Linked DNA regions of Mus musculus: all the other regions are linked to region 3. Evidence: chromatin contacts called from public HiChIP or PLAC-seq and promoter capture Hi-C data. All regions are on one chromosome and are shown on one strand. The core of a region is the stretch at or near the end of the contact, and the rest is flanking DNA. Distances in the headings are between cores, read along the strand shown. Region 1 has its middle 5.4 kb from the start of Gm29724. Region 2 has its middle 170 kb from the start of Gm15521. Region 3 holds the start of Snx19 (sorting nexin 19).

The links. Promoter capture Hi-C pulls out the DNA fragments that hold promoters and counts their contacts. HiChIP or PLAC-seq counts read pairs in DNA pulled down with a chosen protein or histone mark.
Region 1: a contact with region 3 is called in an H3K27ac HiChIP or PLAC-seq map of trophoblast stem cells, with 6 times the contacts expected there. The contact joins the enhancer-like site here to the promoter of Snx19 in region 3. A contact is called at or near these places in 10 of 39 promoter capture datasets (the C10 cell line, cranial neural crest, embryonic stem cells and 5 more), 7 of 115 datasets of contacts at active chromatin or transcription factors (bone marrow-derived macrophages, embryonic basal ganglia, embryonic stem cells and 3 more) and 2 of 9 other capture datasets (adipose tissue and liver).
Region 2: a contact with region 3 is called in a promoter capture Hi-C map of hippocampal neurons, with 3 times the contacts expected there. The contact joins the enhancer-like site here to the promoter of Snx19 in region 3. A contact is called at or near these places in 2 of 39 promoter capture datasets (embryonic stem cells and hippocampal neurons), 3 of 484 Hi-C or Micro-C datasets (cerebellar granule neurons and cortical neurons) and 2 of 115 datasets of contacts at active chromatin or transcription factors (astrocytes and forebrain).

Annotation. Positions count from the first base shown.
Region 1 is chr9:31,007,418-31,010,814 of GRCm38.p6, forward strand. No RefSeq gene overlaps it. Among named protein-coding and RNA genes, the nearest start is that of Gm29724, 5.4 kb to the left of the region's middle. Within about 2 kb of position 1,869, at least 28 of the 459 cell types and tissues checked have an H3K27ac peak or open chromatin away from gene starts, as enhancers often do. A contact at or near this core is called in bone marrow-derived macrophages, embryonic stem cells and trophoblast stem cells, where this site is marked.
Region 2 is chr9:29,800,663-29,803,846 of GRCm38.p6, forward strand. It overlaps a transcript of Ntm not described here. Among named protein-coding and RNA genes, the nearest start is that of Gm15521, 170 kb to the left of the region's middle. Within about 2 kb of position 1,824, at least 47 of the 459 cell types and tissues checked have an H3K27ac peak or open chromatin away from gene starts, as enhancers often do. A contact at or near this core is called in astrocytes, cortical neurons, forebrain and 1 more, where this site is marked.
Region 3 is chr9:30,425,690-30,428,857 of GRCm38.p6, forward strand. Snx19 (sorting nexin 19) reads left to right here and starts at 1,640. Exons shown (of 11, transcript NM_028874.2): 1 at 1,640-3,168. The coding sequence starts at 1,879. Gm30933 (predicted gene, 30933) reads right to left here and starts at 1,289. Exons shown (of 3, transcript NR_169179.1): 1 at 1,178-1,289.

The DNA.
Region 1 (3,397 bases), core at 619-3,118, 580 kb after region 3:
CAAAGACCATTTGATTAAGGACAGGAGAAAAACATGCACTAGGCATGTACACCGAATGGTTGAAAGCAGAGCTTCAACCACACACTTATACATCCATGTTCATAGCGGCACTGCTTGCAATAGCCAAAAGGTAGAAATAAGTCCATCAACATGAGCGGGTAAACAAAAGTAGTATAAGTTTCAATGAAATACATTTAACCTTAACAAAGAATGAAGTTCTATAACTTGCCTTTTCACATATGAAAATATGCGGAGTGAATTAAACACATAAAGACTAATGATATATAAGTATACTTACATGAGTTACTTAAAATTGACAGATTGATAGAAACTGAAGAAAAAACGGTCACTGCCAGCTAAGAGCATAGAAAGGGAATTGCGGTTGAAGGGATCTGGAGTTTCTGTGTGAGATACTGGGCAGTTCTACAAAATGTTAACAGTTATGGTTGGACTATGATTTGATATACATAGTGCTATTAGTCTCCTTTTTAAAACCTGGCTAAATTTGTTGAGCTCAGTGACACACATTTTTTAATTCTAGCACTTGGGAGGCAGAAATAGGCAGATCTCTGTGTATTTGAGGTCAGCCTGGTCTACAAAGCAAATTTCAAGACAGCCAGGATTGTCACAAAGAGAAAGGAAAAAAAAGCCTAGGTAAAATGGTAAATTTTACCACCTATTAAGAAACACTTAACTTAGCCGGGTGTGGTGGCGCATGCCTTTAATCCCAGCACTCAGGAGGCAGAGGCAGGCGGATTTCTGAGTTCGAGGCCAGCCTGGTCTACAAAGTGAGTTCCAGGACAGCCAGGGCTCCACAGAGAAACCCTGTCTCGAAAAACCAAAAAAAAAAAAAAAAAAAAAAAAAAAAAAAAAAAAAACACTTAACTTTTCCTTTATTCAACCAAAATGTATTGAATACCATCAAAATGGCAACTCTCAACATTTCCCAGCTTCCAAAGACACTTAAGTAAAGCTTTGTCATAAAAGACTTTTAAATCTGAGCCAAGTATAGATATACATCTATAACATCAACATTCAAGGATGAGACAGGAGGATCAATTTAAGCCTATCCTTGGCCACATCAAGAATTCAAGACCAGGGCTGGAGAGATGGCTCAGTGGCTAAGAGCACTGATTGTTCTTCCAGAGGTTCTGAGTTCAAGTCCCATCAACCATATGCTGGCTCACAACCATCTGTAATGTGATCTGATGCCCTCTTCTGGTGTGTCTCAAGACAGCTACAGTGTACTCACATATATAAAATAAATAAATACATTAAAAAAAAGAATTCAAGACCAATATGAGCTACATAATACCATTTCTGCTTAGAAAGTTAAGGGAGTAAAATGGGATACAGTCCATGGGATGAGGAATGCCACACTGGTAGGTATAGGGAGGTTAGGGAAGAACACATGTAGAAACAATTAACTCAGGCAAGGAAGATCTAGAAACACTTATGGGAGGACATGGATGAATTAGTTGACTTCCTTGACACTGTGACAGAATGCTTGACAAAGCCATCTTAAAAGGAGCTTAAAAGGTTTATTTATTTGGCTCATGATTTCTATAAATCATCATGGCAGAGGAATGGTGTTTCCACAATGTGGGCTTTTAAAATAGTCTTTTCATTACTTGTACATGTATGTGCATGGGGCAGGGGACAAATGTACTGTGTGGAGGTCAGAGTACCACTCTGTGTTGTTGGTTCTCTACATCTACCTTTATGTGGGTTCTGGGGATTGAACTCAGGTTCCCAGGTTTGCATGGCAACACCCCTTACCAACAGGGTAAGATCACTGATCCCAGTAAAGAATGTTCTCTACCTCACAGCAGACAGAAGGTAGAGAGTAAGAAGGAACCAAAGGAGGCAGAGGCAGGTGGATTTCTGAATTCGAGGCTAGCCTGGTCTACAAAGTGAGTCCCAGGACAGCCAGGGCTATACAGAGAAACCCTGTCTCGAAAAATAACAAAACAAAAAACAAAAACAAAACAAAACAAAACAAAACAAAAAGAAGGAACCAGAGACCAAACATAACTTTCCAAGATATGAGACTTACTTCCTCCCATTTGACCCCACCTCCTAAAATTACATCACTTCCCAAAATAGCACCACCAGTTGTAAATCAAGCATGGAATGTTAGGAGTTAGTCACTATCCTGGGTCTTAATGAGTGTGAAGTATCCAGGAATGTGGAGGCAGAGATTGTAAAGAGAACATGAGGAAATGGTAAAATACATGAAGTTGGTAGGGAGGTGTTGAAATAAATAATGAAGACATGCACAAGATTCATAAAAGTAACACTTGCATGCTAACGGGAATTTGAGCCTTATTCTTAGGACAATGTCCCTGATTACCTGGTGAGAAAAGCAGAAGAGACCAACCCTCCAATCTTACAAGCTTATAGAACTGATGAAAGGCATGAGCTTAGGTAAGGGAATGGTCGTGGAGAGTAATACAGTTGAGAAAGGTTGGTGGGAAAGACTCAGAAGCCTGGTGAGTAGTTAGATTTAGGCGGTGGTGTAAGACTCTGGGGAGCCTTAGCTTACCAGGGACCTCCTGAGTGAGCCACATGGAGCTGATGCAAAAAGCAACAGGAATTTATTGTTCCATTGCACTGGGGTCACCCCAGACCTGAAGGAGAGGCCATGACCCTCTGGTGCCCGGTCAGGAAATTTTTATATGGTTTCCAGGGGCCGAACAGAGCATCAGCAACTAGGCACAGTATGACTGGTGGAACAGTGCACCCTTTAAATTGATTGGTCTTTAGGGAATGTGATGGCAAAAATTTCCCTTGTCTGAAGGTCAGCAACAGTCCATCTGGCAGAATGAAGGTAGGTTCCCACCCTGTGGTCTGAGGAATGTTAATTAGCCTCTCCCTTCAGTACGGGCAATTGTTTTATGACCTTCCCAAAGTTCCTGAGCTAAGGGAAGGATCTGGGAGTAATACAGTCAAGAAAGGTTGATGGGAAAGACCCAGAAGCCTAGTGAGCAGTTAGATTTAGGTGATGGGAACACTTGGCTTTCTAGCTAATGGAGGAATAACTCACTGAAATGAGAAACTTAGAAGGAAATTGGGTCTAGTGTAGAGAGATAAGAGCTCTGGTAGAAGCACTCGGAAGGCAGAGGCAGAGGCAGGTGGATTTCTGAGTTCGAGGCCAGTCTGGTCTACAGGACAGCCAGGGCTATACAGAGAAACCCTGTCTTGAAAAACAAAAAACAAAACAAAAAACAAAAAAATAGTAGAATGTATTGACAGTGGTGGCGGGGTGTGGGGCATGAGGTGGGGCATGAGGTGGGAGGTGGGAGCAGATGGTTATTTGGGGTGGAGTTTGGGAAATGCATGGTATGCAGAGAGATTGGAAAGCCCACTGGACAGATAGGAGAAATAGCTTGAAGTT
Region 2 (3,184 bases), core at 574-3,073, 620 kb before region 3:
TGCACACATTCAGATCCATATTGATGGTGTATCTTCCTTCCTCAATTAAACTCTAGAAATACCTCAAATACTTGCTCAGATATGTGTCGCCTTGGTGATTCCAAATCCAGTCAAGTTTATGATGAAGATCAGCCATTACAACATGCTTAATACATTCTGGATCATATTCTGGGTGCATTCTCCATACAGTAACCTGGTCAGTGCTGAGAACATGTAGTATATGCTCAGCAGATATTTCTTGGGCTCTGGTCATTTGTGTGCCATCAATGTCCCTATTACTATGCTGCACAATGTCCACCTTGTAGGTATGGAACTGTTAGTGACACTAGGCTGTTGCACTCTCCTGCTTCGGATGACCACCCTTCTTTTATTCTGCAACCTAAATGAAATCCAGCATACTGCCATTGGTGCAGGAGCAAAGAACCTATTCAATGGAACATAACAAAGAACTGCCCTCATTCTACCGAATTCTTCTTCAAGTAAGGAGGAAATATATGGTGAGTTCCAAGCCTTGATGGTTGTAATATAATCTTTTTTTGATATCGGAGGCTCCTTTCTTTCTGGAAACACATTGTCCTCATTTCACAGTTCCCTTGTATATATGTGTTGGCAGTGAGGATCCATTAAGTCAGTAGAATTGTATGAACATTCATTCAACCATGTGTTGAAGGGACTGCTGAGTGCCAGTCACCATTCTATGCAAAGGAGAAGATCCATGTCCAAGCATCCCAGGTCTTGACTTTGGGTACTTGGTAGTGTCAAGAGAAAGCTAGCTGCATAGACTGTGTCAGGGTGTATGAGAGCTGTGCTGAGGCATATTATTAGTACAGAGGACTGGACACGTTGACTTCTAGTTGGATTGCATTTCTTCCCCCTCTCCCTCTGGCTGTGTAAGGACCAGACATGCACTTGTAGAATGGGAGTGGATGGGGGCATCTAGTAAGAATGCTTATGTTGGGACTGGAGAGATGGCTCAGCGGTTAAGAGCACTGACTGCTTGCCCAGATGTGCTGAGTTCAATTCCCAGCAACCACATGGTGGCTCACAACAATTTGTAATGGGATCTGATGCCCTCTTCTGATGTTTCTGAAGACAGCGACAGTGTACTCAAATGCATAAAACAAATAAATACATCTTTAAAAAGAAAAGAATTTTTATGTCATCTATATAACAGGGTACAGACTGTCAGACTTCAAAAATAAGCAAGGGTGGGGAAATCCTTAGAAATACCTGGTCATTTTATGGTCAAAGGCTGCAGAAGGCAATTGTAAATGCACAATGATTGATCTCTTCCCATAGTGCTTAGTGTCATTGCCAACCATTTAGCAATTAATCATGGAGCAGAGTATTATGCAACGTCTAGAATTATTGGATCAGATTTTTGTTCATTTCTTACCTTGACGTCTAACGTTTTGCATGTGTTTCGAGTGCAGCTCAGCTAGAACTCCAGATACCAGAGGTTGTCTGCTTTTGTTCTCTATCTCCCACCGTGCCTATCATAGAGGCTGGCTCATAGTAGGTATTTAATCAATGCACTGATTAATTAAGTTCTTCTCCTGCCTGAGGCTCATCATGCTCCTGTGGTCCCAGAGAGCTAACAGCTGTCACCTGGGCCACCCTGGGCCACAGGGACAACACATATAAATGAGCATCATGTACTTTCCCTCCATAAGCAGTCTCAAGGCCCCCTGAGAGGCAGAGCCGATGTGAATTTTAAAGACATGTTCAGTGGTGGTTCCTTCTCTCTTTAGAGCCACTGGAGCGGCTCCTTCCATTGAAAATACAGGGATTTGTGCCGCGTGATTGTGCAGCTGGGGGCGGGCTGAGTCCGCAGTCATCAGGGGCTCAGCATGCTCTGAAGGGCTTTGTGCTCCAGGCGCTCACTCAGGCGGGCACCTGGCTCACTGGTGGCCAGATTGCAACTGCTTCTGCAAGTGACATTGCAATAATGGCTCTGCACCCTAGGAATACAGAGCTGAGAAAATGTCCTCTCCCTTCCTGCCCCCAGCGTCTCCCCAAAATCTCACAGTAAGGTTTCTTACTTAGGCAAAGTGATAAGTACACACACGGTTTTCTTTTCTATCTGTGAAGAAGTAAAGACCCATAAGTCACTGAGTGCCTGTGACAGACTGTGGACCTCCGCACGCTGGTGTCTAGTCCTAACAGGCTTTTTGGTAAACTAGTACTCCCATTTTACAGAAGAGGTGACCAAGTTTCAGATATTCTTAATAATCTATCTAGTGATTGCAGCAAGCTAACCATTACAAAGGATGGTAAAGTTTCACGTGCACACGCGTGCATGAGTGCCTCATGGATGTCTGCTTGTGTGTGTGTGTGCTTGTGCATGTATATAGGGCTGTCTCCGTATCAGAGCTTCGATGTCCCAACATTTACCCAACTTCCCCTTTAGCATCTATTCTAGCTCACCCACATTTCGAGCTGCACAGAGACTGCTCGCTCTGCTGAGCGGCCAGGTGGTGGCAGAGGCTGGATGGTGGCAGTTTTCTGGAGCTCTCAGAAATGTCGTCAGCAGTTCACTTATTATTCAGGATAACATCCAACAAAGTGACGACTTCTTTCCTTGCTATCAGTATCTCCTGCCAGCTGTTCACTTGGACTGGGGGAAGAGAGGGATTTCATTCTGAATTCACAAATGCAGCTAAACCTCCCTCCGAGATGAGCTGCACGGATTAGTGTTTATGGCACAGGACTGCTTGGCAAGCAAAGGCTCTGGGAGGGGAGGAGGAGAGAGCAGGAGAAAATAGCCCACCTCTGGGGACCCTGCCTGGGGGGCATCTATCTCTCCAAAGCAAGGCCTTCAAATCCACAGGAAACACAATATGTAATCTCCTGGCTATTAAACTACGGCTCTGGTGATGGACAAAGAGGCCCATTTGCTTTTCTGTGCAGAGGTGTGTCACTGTTGATGTCCCCGCCCCCTTCTCGGCATTTCTGCCTTCTCTAGCATCTCTGCCTTTTCTATCAGCTGGGCTACTCATGCAGAACATGTGTTGCTTCATGCAGATCCTGGAACAACCTGCACCTAAGGGTTCTGTCTGCACTCTCCAGAAGGGAAGACACACAGACAAGGCTAGAATTGAAGCCTGAAATCCTGGCTCCTATCCTCGGCCCAGACAGCTGTTTGGCTGTACTTGATGATGCAGGATCCAGTCAATGCTAAGCA
Region 3 (3,168 bases), core at 390-2,889:
GATGTTCACCCTGGCAACATGAATTAGTGCTTTGTAACTCCAGAGATCACCTTGCCTGCCTAGAAACACTTTGATCCTAAACTATATTGTTGGCCTTTGAGGCTGTTAGTTGTCAACCACATCCAATTGTAGATGATGGTTTCCTTTGTATTCAAATAAAGTTATTACCTTGACACCAGCAGTGGAGACAGAAAAGGAAGCTGTAAGATCTCTCTGGTACAGGGTTGTTTTATTTTGCTTGGTTTTTTTTTTTTTTTTTTGCGGGTTGGGGGTTGTTTTGTTTTAGTTTTTGCTTTTTGTTGCTTTGTTTTGTTGTTGTTGTTGTTGGGTTGTTTTGTTTTATTTGGTGAATTTGCCTAAATCCTTCAAGGCTACAGCAGAGGACAGACTGGTAAAGAGCGATGGCATTCATCTGTGTCCAAATGGAAAGGAGAGCCACACTGCAGAGTCCAGAAGGACCAAGGTGGAGGCTTCACACAAAGAAGACATCAATGCTTCTACACATAGCCAGTGCCACTTTCAGATACTGACTTTCTTTGTAGGTCACTCTTTTTGAGTTGACAACTGGCAGATGTGTTCAAAGCAGAACACAGACAGGGGCAAATGTGTTAGAGGGTAAACTAAAAACAAGACGTCTCTTCCTCTGCCTTGCATGCCTATGCACATGGGAAGAAAAGGAAGCCGACAGGCAGAAAAGTCTTCAAGATTCAGCACGAAGGCTATCTTCTTAATGGGTTCCCTTTAACCATTGCGATTCACTAAAATCATTCCAGAACGTACTTAAGATTTTGCAATTCACTATATCTTATAGGGACTCGCTTTACTGAAAGCTGATTTACGTCAAATAAACTCATTCCCCCAATTAGCTTCAAGGGCTACAAGGACCCACTCTTCAAGCCAGTGACTAAACATAGGAAATACTCTCTAGAAACCTGCCCCACATCTTAATACTTACCTTTGACTACTCCGGAAAACAAAAGAGGTGGACTGTGAATTGAGTAGAGTTGGGAGGGGGGTCGGGGGGGGGGGTGGAGTGGGGGTAGAGGTGGGGCGTTCTGGAAGAAGCAAGGAGAATTTTTAAAATCCCTCATCAATCTAGCTCCCAACAGTACGTCTCCAAGGGAATTAAAACAAAGCTCATTACGGAAAGTTTCCCTAAACCTCTAGAGATATTTACAAACAGCACTTTAAAGAGCCTGGGCGAGTATCCGTTTTGGCCCAGGTGAGCACGGGCTCTGGGTTCTCAGCTTAGCAGAGCGGTGTGTACGCCCACCGTCACCACCGCTCCTCACCACCAGGGGGCGTCCGTGGCTCCGATCCACCAGGCCGCTCTCCCAGCGTACCCCGCTCCCGCAGGCCGCGACCCGGAAGCTGTCGCCGGCTGCTAGCCGGCCCGCTGCTCTGTCCACTTTGGAGTTGCGGAGTGTAGTGGCCTGGGCGGCCGGAGCTTGTTGTGGCTGCTGGCCGCGGCGGTCGGAAGGATCCCCACCCCCCCAAGAGTTCGTTCCCAGGGGCGCAGTCTGAGCACGGGTCCCCCAGCGACGTGTGACCCGATCTGCCGGCTGCTGCTTCGGAGTTCGTAAGTGTCCGTGGGCCGCGCGGGGCTGCGAAGAGACTCTCCGCCTGGGCCATGATGGAGGCCGGCAAAGTTTTCCTCATCTCGGCTGGAACAGGCTAGTTGATGGGCCCTGTCGACAGAAGCGAGCGGGAGAAGCAGAGCTTTTTCTGTCGCTCTGCAGTGCCAGTAGTATCGAAGGTCCAGAGTTCACTCAGTAGCAGCTGGACTTGTTCTCTTCGGTGACAGTTCATGCTCCCACTCCTGACACCAAAATAAAATCGGAGGCTGTCATCTGTGGAAACATACCTGTCCTTTCAACCATGAAGGCACAAACAGTGTCCCCTACCCAGGGGACTATCTCCGAGTCCAGTTATGTCCACAGCAATCTATGGAGTAGCCGGAAGCTAATGATCGTGGGGGTCTTGGTGGGCTGGCTACTGGTCATCCACCTTCTGGTCAACATGTGGCTTCTGATCCTTCTATGTGCATCGCTGGTAGCGCTGGGAGGATGGCTGGGCTCCACTGCCATCCTAGGGGCTTCAGGTCAATTGCACCTGGAACGATTCATTACCATCACCACCTGTCCTCCATGTCCCGAGGCAGAAAGGCAGCTGGAACAGGAGATTAACCGCACTATCCAGATGATTATCCGAGACTTCGTGTTATCCTGGTATCGTTCTGTGAGCCATGAGCCGGCCTTCGAGGCAGAGATGGAGGCAGCCATGAAAGGGTTGGTTCAGGAGCTTCGAAGGCGGATGAGCATAGTGGACAGCCATGCTCTTACCCAGAGGGTTCTGACTCTCTGTGGTTGTCACCTGCAGAGCTATATTCAGGCAAAGGAGGCTACTGCAAAGGAGCAGAGCTGTCCAGTTCAGCCCTCCCAGCTGTGGGATGCTTACTGCCAGGTTACAGCTCCCCATCCTGCCATGAGCTGTCCCACCACGGAGGTCACTTATGCACGTGGCATTGTGAACTTGATACTAAAAGAGTTAGTGCCCAAGCCCCACCTGGAGACGAGGACTGGACGCCACGTTGTGGTTGAAGTTATTACTTGCAATGTCATCTTACCACTGATCAGCAAGCTATCAGATCCTGACTGGATCCACCTTATTCTTGTGAGTATCTTTTCCAAGTACAGACATGATGCAGCACAGGGAACTAAACCCCCCTGCTCATCCAGTGTCCTAGAGCAGCCCTCGGTGCCCACATCTCTGCCATTGATTGTTGAAGTAGAGAGTCTGCCAGTAGGAAAAGCATCTTCTCCAGCAACAGCCCCAGTACACTTGACCTCCAGTGAGCCAGCCCCTTCCCCAGAGATTGAAGAAGGCCATGAAGCTGTAGAGGGAGATTTGCCTGGGATGCTCGAAGAAAAAAAAGTAGGAAATAGCTCATCCCATTTTCTACAGCCAGATATCCGAGGCCCCTTGTTCTTATGTGAAGACTCAGAACTGGAGTCACCACTGTCTGAACTGAGCAAAGAAACCATCCTGCTAATGACCCCAGGCAACTTCCTTTCTGACAGGATTCAAGATGCTCTGTGTGCCCTAGACGACTCCGGGGCTCTGGAGCCTAAGGATGGCGAGGGATCTGAATGTATGGAAGGAGCAGAG